Linked DNA regions of Mus musculus: regions 1 and 2 are each linked to region 3. Evidence: chromatin contacts called from public promoter capture Hi-C data. All regions are on one chromosome and are shown on one strand. Each heading gives the region's core, a stretch centred on a gene start, on an enhancer-like site or on the middle of the called end of the contact. The rest is flanking DNA. Distances are from core to core; before and after follow the strand shown. Region 1 overlaps Taf1b (TATA-box binding protein associated factor, RNA polymerase I, B). Region 2 overlaps Mboat2 (membrane bound O-acyltransferase domain containing 2). Region 3 holds the start of Cys1 (cystin 1).

Evidence for each region. Promoter capture Hi-C pulls out the DNA fragments that hold promoters and counts their contacts.
Region 1: a contact with region 3 is called in a promoter capture Hi-C map of embryonic stem cells. The contact joins the enhancer-like site here to the promoter of Cys1 in region 3. A contact is called at or near these places in 7 of 39 promoter capture datasets (the C10 cell line, the HPC-7 cell line, cranial neural crest and 4 more), 1 of 484 Hi-C or Micro-C datasets (nephron progenitors), 1 of 115 datasets of contacts at active chromatin or transcription factors (stem cell-derived neural progenitor cells) and 2 of 9 other capture datasets (adipose tissue and liver).
Region 2: a contact with region 3 is called in a promoter capture Hi-C map of neural stem cells. The contact joins the enhancer-like site here to the promoter of Cys1 in region 3. A contact is called at or near these places in 5 of 39 promoter capture datasets (cranial neural crest, embryonic stem cells, frontonasal cranial neural crest and 2 more), 2 of 115 datasets of contacts at active chromatin or transcription factors (embryonic basal ganglia and pancreatic cancer cells) and 1 of 9 other capture datasets (liver).

The regions. Positions count from the first base shown.
Region 1 is chr12:24,514,582-24,517,814 of GRCm38.p6, forward strand. Taf1b (TATA-box binding protein associated factor, RNA polymerase I, B) reads left to right here. Exons shown (of 15, transcript NM_020614.2): 6 at 204-354; 7 at 2,278-2,428. Among named protein-coding and RNA genes, the nearest start is that of Taf1b, 18 kb to the left of the region's middle. Within about 2 kb of position 1,965, at least 12 of the 459 cell types and tissues checked have an H3K27ac peak or open chromatin away from gene starts, as enhancers often do. A contact at or near this core is called in embryonic stem cells, where this site is marked.
Region 2 is chr12:24,910,550-24,913,954 of GRCm38.p6, forward strand. The region is part of intron 3 of Mboat2 (membrane bound O-acyltransferase domain containing 2); the gene reads left to right. Among named protein-coding and RNA genes, the nearest start is that of Kidins220, 63 kb to the right of the region's middle. Within about 2 kb of position 1,507, at least 12 of the 459 cell types and tissues checked have an H3K27ac peak or open chromatin away from gene starts, as enhancers often do.
Region 3 is chr12:24,680,129-24,683,290 of GRCm38.p6, forward strand. It overlaps Cys1 (cystin 1), which reads right to left and starts at 1,667. Exons shown (of 5, transcript NM_001004455.2): 1 at 502-1,667. The coding sequence starts at 780. It overlaps Gm36129 (a long non-coding RNA gene), which reads left to right. Exons shown (of 3, transcript XR_872578.3): 1 at 1-208.

The sequences.
Region 1 (3,233 bases), core at 715-3,214, 170 kb before region 3:
AAGAAGGAGATGAGTGTGTGTGTGTGTGTGACTTGTTTCCTCACTTAGCCTTGTTTGCAGTCCCTCTCCAGGAAGCATTGCTGATGGGAACAATTCCGCAGAAAGGACTCTCAGATGCACTGACAAGCAGTAGCTGTTTAGGGTCACAGAAGTTAACTTTTCAACTCCAGCAGTAATTTCTGGTTCTGTTATCTTATGAACAGGTATTAGAAGACAGTGTGCAGTCCTCGGACTTGGGCAGTGATCTTGAGCTGCTAAGTGATACCACATGCCCCCTTGAAAGTGAAGCAGAGTTCCAATCTGACCCTCAGATTCCAAAGCCTTTCCCTGTCACCAAAGGATCCCCAAAGTCAGGTAAAACGGAGAAACAGTTTACTTAGCACCTTCTAAAACGTACTTATTTATTTATTGTGTGTATAGGAGAGTACACATGTGTGACAGTCACTGGCTGCTCTTCCATAGGATCTGGGCTTAGTTCTCAGCATGCACATGACAGCTCACAACTGGCTAGAACTCCAGTTCTAGGGTATCTGGTTTCCTCTCTGGCCTATGCTGAGGAACACACAGGTGGTGCACACACACATACAAACACGCATGTATGAAAATAAAAAACAAATCTTTTTTTAAAATGATGATTTCTGGAGCTTTCTTTTAGTTTTTACACTAAATTATGGATACAACTCTAAAACTATAAAGTGCTGCCGGGTGTGGTGGCACACACCTTTACTCCCAGCACTTGGGAGGCAGAGGCAGGCTGATTTCTGAGTTCCAGGCCAGCCTGGTCTACAGAGTGAGTTCCAGGACAGCCAAGGCTATACAGAGAAACCCTGTCTTGAAAACAAAACAAAAAAAAAAAAAACAAAACAAAACCTATAAAGTGCTGTTACAAGGAAGATAAACCAGATACCATCCCACTCAGAAATAATTATTACTGCCATAGGCGGCATTCAGAAAGCTGTTTATTTGCATATGTAGAGAGAAAGGCAAGGGGTTTGTTTTGTTTTGTTGTCTAAGACAAGGTTTCTCTTTGTAACAGCCCTGAGTGTCCTGGAACTCATTCTGTAGACCAGGCTGGACTTGAACTCACAGAGGTCTGCCTAGCTCTGGTTCTCAGGTGCTGGTATTAAAGGCAAGGGCCACCACTGTGTGCCACAATGCCTAGCTGAAAGGCAAGATTTTAAGTACATATAATTCAAATAGTTCTCCATGTTATAAAATATTGCAAAGGGAGGGAGGGAGGGAGGGAGGGAGGGAGGGGGAGAGAGAGAGAGAGAGAGAGAGAGAGAGAGAGAGAGAGAGAGAGAGAGTTAAGTCGTCTACCATTCTCACAAATGTTTTCAGCCTTCATTTAGTATTATATCTTGATTTCTGATTTGGGACAGTAGTTCTAAAGTTGCCACCATGGGGCTGGCAGGATGGCTTAGCAGACTAAGGCACTTGCCACAAACTCTGATTCAAGTTCAATCCCTAGGACCCACATGGTGGAGAGAGAGAATCTGCCTCCTGAAAGTTGTCCTTTGAGCTCTATGTATGTGTGTGTCACACACACCCCCCCCCATACACACACAGATATATACACAGAGACACATACACACACACATAGACACAGATAAACACACACATATACACGTACAGACACACATACAAACACAGACACACACTCACACTCACACACACTCACATGTGCTCATCCTCACTCCTGTTGGCATGCTGGGATTTCCCCTCAAGGTAGAATTTGTCAGCTTTCTGCTCAGATAACACCTTCTTAAAGAGGTCTTTCTGATCACCTGCTCAAAAGAGCCATCTTGCCCCCTTTCTAGAAACCTTTGGATGCCCCTTGCATTGCTGTTTTTCTGGATAACACTTTTCTCTGTCTACCATGATGGTTGTTTATGGCTTAGTAGAGTGTAAATTACAGGAGAGGTGAAACACAGGTCATTGTTATTTCCCCAGGCCTAGGGGAGTGGCACAGAAAGTGAGGTAGGTCTCTGTAGAGTCTGTAAGCTTGGCTATAGCGTCTGCTAGAGGACACCTGGAGGCTGGGTGGGGGATGGAGTGCTACCTCATCCAAGCCCTTTGGAATTTTCCCTCTGATTGTTTGACCTTTTATTTTTAAAAGTAGCTTGTGTTCACTATGTAAAAATTTACATCTCTTTTAAAAATCTCATTCCACCCTACTCCCACAGATAACCCTAACTAGAGTGTAGACACAATGTGAATCTGGCCGTTGTTTTGTTCCTCATTTTAAAACCTTTCACTGCGTTTCTGAATACGCAGCGTCTGTCTGCTCTGGCTCTGTTGATGGAGTGGAGTACTCCGAGCGGAAGGAGAAGGGGCTTGTGAAGATGACGGTGCCCAGGACACTTGCTCTCTGCTCTCTCTCCTTGCTCTGGCAGAGGGAAACAATTACAGTTTCAGACCTTTTGAGGTAAGCTGAACTTACTTCCTGATTGTTTTTTCCTGATTATCTGTGTGAATTTAGGAACATCCTTTGGATATTTTTAATTTTATAAGAAAGCCTAAAATGAGGAAAGGCCTGGAAAACTTAGGTAGTACATGGGCTGCTTTCTCATTATTCTGACTACGAACCTGACAAACCAACTAACTTAAAAGAAGAAAGATTTGCGTTGGGTTGTGGTTTAAGGGGATTCAGACCACCATGTCGGTGGTGGTGGTCGTCGTGGTCGTCGTGGTCGTCTTGCTCACATCAGACCAGGAAGGAGAGGAAAGGGCTGCTGCTGCTTTATATTAGTTCCTCTTTTATATTCAGTCTAGGACTCAGCCTATAGGTTAGAGTCATCTGTATTCAGGGTGGATCTTACCATAGTTAAACCTCTCTGGAAACATTTCTCTAGACATGCCTGAGGTGTATGTCTCTTAGGTGATAACAAATCCAGTCAAACTGACAATGATGAGAAATTGTTGCATGTAGCTTGGGTTCTAATTCTTAAAGTTAGTTCTCCTTAAGTCTAATAATTTGAGTTTTTACTAATAGAGTGGAAATTATACTGTTTATCTCACATGAAATATTAGAAAGTTAATTATCTAACATGAATAAAATACTTTAAAGAGAAAAATGACATTAATATTCCTGTGTCGACATCTTAAATATATATCTAAGAAAAGTTGAACAGGGAATCTTTTTACTAACAAAATGGCCATTAGTGGTTATATAAAACCATTCATTGCTGCTGTAAAGACTAAATTATAGGCAGCCTGTGTTTGTTAGGACA
Region 2 (3,405 bases), core at 257-2,756, 230 kb after region 3:
GGGGAGGAATTCAGACTTCAAATAAGGGCGTCCTGTTTATTCATGTAAGTGTGCATGTGGTACTGAGAGAGCATGCCCGGAGAGTTGGTTCTCTGTGGATGAGCAGAGAACGACCAGTCACTGAGTCCTGTATAGACTCTACATCAGAGTGTCACCACACAATGCATAAAATAAAAAGTGTTCAATTCTACACTTCTTACAGTTTTACCAGATATGTAAATGCATTGTTAGAATGGCATCCTAGATTAGCAGAGAGATTTCAAAAGTTTGATACTAGGATAGTGGTTTTAAGGCCAGATTGCTGTTGCAGTCTAGAAGATTAAATACAAAAGTACAAATACTGTGTTTTCTTCTAAACCCAGTGGAAGAGCATCAGGGTGGAAGTTGTAGACTCACAGGAGGCCTGGTGATGTCAGGATGGCTGAAACTCTGCTTGCAGGGGGTGGCATCCCAGAGAGGCTGGTACTCCAGTAGAGATAGGCAGTTTATTTAGATCTGTGTGGTTTTGAACACTAGGTGAAGTGGACCGTTGGCCGGCAGAGCAGAATTCCTGCTCAGGGAGTGTGAGGCAGCTGTAGGAGCAGCCCGCATCTGTCACAATGGGCCAGGTGTGAACTTTAACTTGTATACTCTGTGCATACATGATTTTTCTAAAAGCATGGATGAGAATGCAGAAAAGGCAGGCTCCCTTTGCAGTGTTGGTTTTAGAGTCACAGCATATACTTGAGGCCACATTCTCAGATGCTATCACATGGAAAAAGAGTTCTTCACATCACCTTGCACACGATCATTTAGTTAAGCGGACAGACTTGACTAAACATATTCTTTAAGAAGGAAACGTGGGTACTTTTAAAACAAGCCTCTTTTCGAGATCTCTGGTTTTTTTAGACTTATTGTGGCTTGTTCTCTTCTCTTGTTCTTACCTATATGGAACATCAAATTGTCTTTTTTCTAGCATATGTTACATTGAAATATTTTACACAGTGCATATTTAGCACTTTGGCAAGTAGACAGTTTAGGTGCTACTTATTTCAAATTATTGCCATTAATTGCCTATTAGCAATTTTTTAGATATATTCGTTTTAGTTTATGTGTGAATGTTTTGCTTGCATGTGTGTCTGTGCACCACATATGCACTGTGAAGGGAACCCTAGAACTGGAGTTATGTTTGCTTGTGAACTACTGCATAGGTACTGGGAATCAAACAGGATCTTTTGCAAGAGCAACACCTGTTTTTTTGTTTTGTTTTGTTTTGTTTTCCAGAGCTGAGGACTGAACCCAGGGCCTTGCACTTGCTAGGCAAGCACTCTACCACTGAGCTAAATCCCCACCCTGCAACACCTGTTCCTAACCGTGGAGCTGTCTCTCCAGCCCACAGGCCTGTCCTTAAGATGTTGCCAGTTACTGAGTTTTTTAGGAACTGTCTCACTGTATTTGGGGCTAAACCCAGGGTGTCCCCACACTACTTCTGCACTCTCCCCTGCATCAGTGTTGGCAGTTTTGTTCATTTGTAGTGTGGGGATAATTTTTACTGCTATTCAAATGGGTAGGCAGTTCCAAGGCCATTAGAGTTGTGTGTGTAGTCCCAGCTGCTTGTGAGGTCGAGGCAGGAGAATCACGGAGTCCAGGTGGCATTTGAGCAACGTAGCAAAACTGGTTTTCAAAAAGGAAAAAGGAAAAAAAAAAAGAAAGAAAAAAGTTGAAGTAGAAGAGCTTGCTAGGCTGAGAGGTTTCTAGTTTTATTTTGAAGTACCATGTCCTAAAAATAGAAGTGAATGACAGCCCATATCAGAATAGATTTGGAAAGGACTGGCCTTGAGGTGCAAGTGTGAAACACGACTTTAGAGGTGTCTCTTTAGTCTCATTGCATGCCTAGAATGTTTGAGTGTGTGCTGAGAGGGGAACGGTAGACTTTAGAGACGCCAAGCAGAGTAAACTTGACCTCGTGTGGAAGGCTTGTGTCAGCCACCAGCAGATTCGGCTGGGTTGGCTTCCATTGCCTGCCCTGTTTCCACTGGGCAGCTCTGGTGAGTACAGAGAGAGGAGACAAACGGGATTCAACATGGCTCAGCAAGAAGCAATTCCACAAGACCACAATTATCTTTAAGGTGAAATGGAACAGATTAATGCAGACATTGCACCAGCCGGGAGCTGCGACGGACCTGGCAGTGCCTGCTCGCAGATGCTTCAGTTCAGGCTTCTGTCTGAGTGGTAATGTGTGGTAGAATATTAGCCAGGCTGCTCTCAGAGGTCCCAGAAGCCCCCTGCTTTACCCACCTCATAATCCCTATGGAGAATGGCAGATCACACCTGTAATCCCACCCAGTACTTGGAGACCAGGGAGAAAGGATCAACATGAGTTCAAGACTAGTCTGGCTACATAGTGAATGAGTTCCAAGCCCACCTGAGCTCCAGAGAGGGAACTCTGGCTCATTATAGTCACCACAGAGACCTGGTTTAGCTGTTACCAACTGACCTGATGTAGGTACCAAGTCCCTTGTTTCTCCAGCCCCTCAGTTTACTGGTTTTTCAGCTTTGATGAATACAGAGGCAAGCAGTTCAGCATCTGTTTTCTATCATCCTAATGGGGGACCCCATCTGGAATAGCATGTGGGCACATGAATCCTTTTAAATCAACTACTCACCATGTGTGCCCCGACAGGGAAACTGTAAAATACCAATTCTGTGTTCTTTGGTTGGAATAAAAAATGAAAATCCATGTAAGTGTTTATCATTCATTTTTTAAAAACAGAGTAAACTCGTTTTGTTTTTGTTTGTTTTTTTAAAATAGCTTCTGGGAGTAATTAAAGAACCATCAAAGTTCTAAGGTGCTGGGGAAAGGTGTTAGATCAAGTTCCAAGCACCCTCCAGTGCTGTTGGACAATCAGTCAGGGGCTGAGAATGGAGGAAGAGAGACTAGCCAATTCCATGATGGTTGTGGTGGGCACGTGTGCCAGGTAGGAAAGCACTCAATTCAGGGTGTGGTTTGAAGATAGATGTGTATGCAGGCAGGAGTGATGTAAGGTGAAGAGATTTAAAGCATGGGCCTGGAATGGTAGTTAAACATTAGTGACCTTTGAGGCTGGGGATGAAGCTGTGATAGTAGTTGCTTAGATAGCACTGACAAAGCCCTGAAACATGAAATCAACCCCGCCCCCTTCCTCTCTCATTTGGAGAAGAGAACTGGAAAAGGTAAACTAGGATGCTTAGTTCAGTGCTCATTAGACAGCCAAGTTGAGATGTTGGGCAATTTGTTGTCTTGATCTTGGGTTCCTGAGACATGTCCAGGCTAGAGGCAGAAAGTGAACATTTATAATGGAGTAGGCATTTAAGATCCTGGGGCTATTGAATTTCTCTTGAAGGCAAGTGGTGGACACAGAGGAAAGAAGCACACTGGGACCTTAG
Region 3 (3,162 bases), core at 417-2,916:
GCTTGTACTATGGGAATTGCCTGGCCAGCCAAAGATCCGGATGTGTCCGACGCTGCAGGGCGTTTTTCCAACCACTGTTTGGCAGGTGGTCCACCCACTTATCGCCTCCTCCCAGCGTATTCCCTGATGGCCAAAGCAGAGGCCCTTGCTGGTCAATTCCCACCTGGGCTGTAAGGATGCTGCAACTCGACTCCGTGCAGCCCCACTGGTAAAGGAATGCAAGCCCTGAGTCAGAAGAAAGTTCTAGGTGTTTCTGCCAACTGTTGTTTGCATTTGTCTCCTTTAACAGAGACAGTAGCGGGCACCCACCCAGGAGGCAGAGTTAGAATATGCAAGAGTGGGGATAAGGAAGGGACACAAAACCCTATAAGGGACTGGGGCGGGGGTGGGGGGCCACTCTGGGTGAGCTGGGGACAGAGGCGCCAAGTAGGGACGGAGGCCTGGGTGGGAGGATACTAGGGATGCAGAGGGATGGGTGGAGGGCCTGGCCCCCATACTCACCGCGGGTGCGAGCCGGGCGGGGCCTCGTGGGGTCAGCTCCTGGGGCCCCCAGGCCTCCGACTCGGCCAGCAACTGATCCAGCAGGCGTAGGGTCTCCTCCCGGCCACCGGAGGGCGTCGCGGGTCGGGGGTCGCGGCCGCTCTCCTCCTGCCCCGCGGCCGTCCGGGCCTGGTCAGCCGTGCCGCCCTCCGAGGCTGTCTCTCCCGGGCCTGTCTGACGCCTGTCAGGGCTGCGTCGCCGCCTCGGGATCCGGCCGCTCCGGCTGCTGCCGCTGCCCATGGCGCGCACCCAGCCTGGAGCGCGCAGCCTGGGAGCCGGGCGGGACTGGGGCGGGAGCGCGGCGGGCCAGATGGGGCGAGGGAACAGCAAGGGGGATTCTGGAGGAGTGAGCGGCGGAGGGTGCGATGGAGAGATAGGGAGGGAGGAGAGTCACGGGGGATGGGAGCTATGAGAAACGGGGGTAGCAGGAGGAGTCACGGGGGGCGCGGGGATGGAAGAGACAGAGAAGCAAGGATGATCTGGGAGGCTGGAGGAAGTAGAGGCTGCTAGGGGAGAGGGGGCGCTCCTCAGGGGGAGAATGGGAGGATGGGGAAAGACTTGGAGGAGATGAAGAACGGGGTGGGGCAGGGGGAGCGCCGTGAGACAGGGAGAAAATGGGGAAGGTGATCCTGGGGGGGAAGGAGAGTAAGCGGGATGAAGAGAGGGTGGGAGTGACTCCCTGGGAGACTCTCAGGGTGCGGCGGGGGTGTGGGAAGTTTGGGGTAGGGTGGCACTGCAGGGAGGTGCAACAGGGTTAGTATTGTATGGAAGGGAGCCTTAAAGGGTGCAGAGTGGATAGACTGGTGGAAGGGAAGTCAGGGCGAAAGAATCATCTTGGAGAAGTTTGGGGGAGGCCCATGGAGCACGGGTGGGAGTCATGCTGGGAGCAAGGGGAGCAAGGCACCGGCTGAAAAGAGCTGGGGGGTGAAAGACAGAAGAATGCTTGAAGCAGAGCCGGATGCCAGGGAAGGGGAAGATCAGGAGTCGGGGTTGGAGACTAGCACTGTCGGAAAGGAGGTCGTTGGGGCTTCAGGTACAGGTCTGAGAGAGCAGAGACAAGGTGAGAGGAGGAGGGAGACAGAAAAGGAGAGCCGGAGATGTGTGTGTGAGTGTGAGAGAGAGAGAATGTCCAAGGGAGGGGAGAGCTTCAGGGTGGCCAGCCGGAGTGAGAGGTTGAGAGGCGTGTACCAGAGGCCCTGGGCAGGGCACACTGAAGGGCGTGTCCCTGGACAGGGACTCGAGGGTAGAGGAGAAGACTCTGGAGTGGGCGTGTGACTTCCTGGGAGGGAAGGATGCGCAGAATTTGGGGTGGTTAGATTGTGGAAGATTGCGACCCCCCGGCCCGGACAGGGTGAATTTAGAGGTCGAAAGACGACCTTCCTCTTCACCATCTTTCTGACCTCCGATTGGAGTTCCTCTGGCCGCTTCACCGCAGGCTCTGGCTTCCTTTTCTCCAGGTATAGATCTGGTTACTAAAGCTGTCACCACTGAGGTTTCTACAGGACTGGGGCGACCCTGGCTTGGCTAGATTTGTGCTTTTACGGGACAATTTCTGGAGGCTTACCATAGGCTAATTCTTTGCCTGCTTCCCTTCCAGCACTTTCCAGGGCAGGGTGATTTAAATACCCCGAAGTTTGGTTTTCTCTGATTTTGGCTTGCCAATAACCGCATCCGTACTGGCCAACCCAATGTGAAAGTGGAATTTTGGGTGAAATTCTTCCAACGGAGGCATAAAATTTTACTATTTTCATCACCGCAGGAATAGATGTATGCCCACAGAAGTGGGATACACGGTGCACAGATGTGTCTAGGTTAGAGATTACTGACGTAAGTTTTCTCTTTATGAAAACAAATCTCATCTTGAAATTCATCAAGCCAAGGGAAAAAAAGTCAGAGAGAATGAATTTTTTCCTTGAGCAAAGTTCAACTCAGTTTAATCATTTAAAAGAAAACACGTTTTACTCCTGCCCAAGTAGAGTCTAGTCATGTGACTCCGAGTTTAAATATAGCCAGCGCTCCTGTGTTCTCCAGAGCAGCCAAATTTTTCTCGATACTCTTGATTTCAACTGTTTCCCCAGACTTGTCTCCGTGGCTGTGCTTGCACAGGAGTCTTGCCAAAGCCTGCGTTCTCTCTGAGCTCACACATAATGTCAGCCACATTTGGAGTCCTGGCTTCCAGGAGTCTGGAAGGGCTAGACAGAGGGAGGCATTGCACTGCAGGCCTGTCATCCCAGCACTCGTGGAGCATAGGCAGGTGATTAGGAGGTCCAGGTCACCTCCGGGAATGCTTTCTTAGCAAGTTTGAGAGGATAGTCTGGGCTGCAGGAGACCAGCCATCTAAAAACAAAACCCACACTAATACCGAGCGCACAGGCAGCCTCCAAGATCCTTTCTAAGGGTAGACAAGAGTCTGCCCAGAGCGAGTTAGTCTCAAGAATCTCAAAAAATAGAAGACAAGAGCTAAACTTCCAGACAGGAGCCTTACAGTCACACGTAGACTTCTGTTTTGTTTGAGACAGGGTCTCTCTTTGTGACTCTGGCTCACCTGGAACTCATTATGTAAACTAGGCTAACGTTAAACTCACAGAAATCCTTCTACCTCTGCCTCTTGAGTGCTGGGAT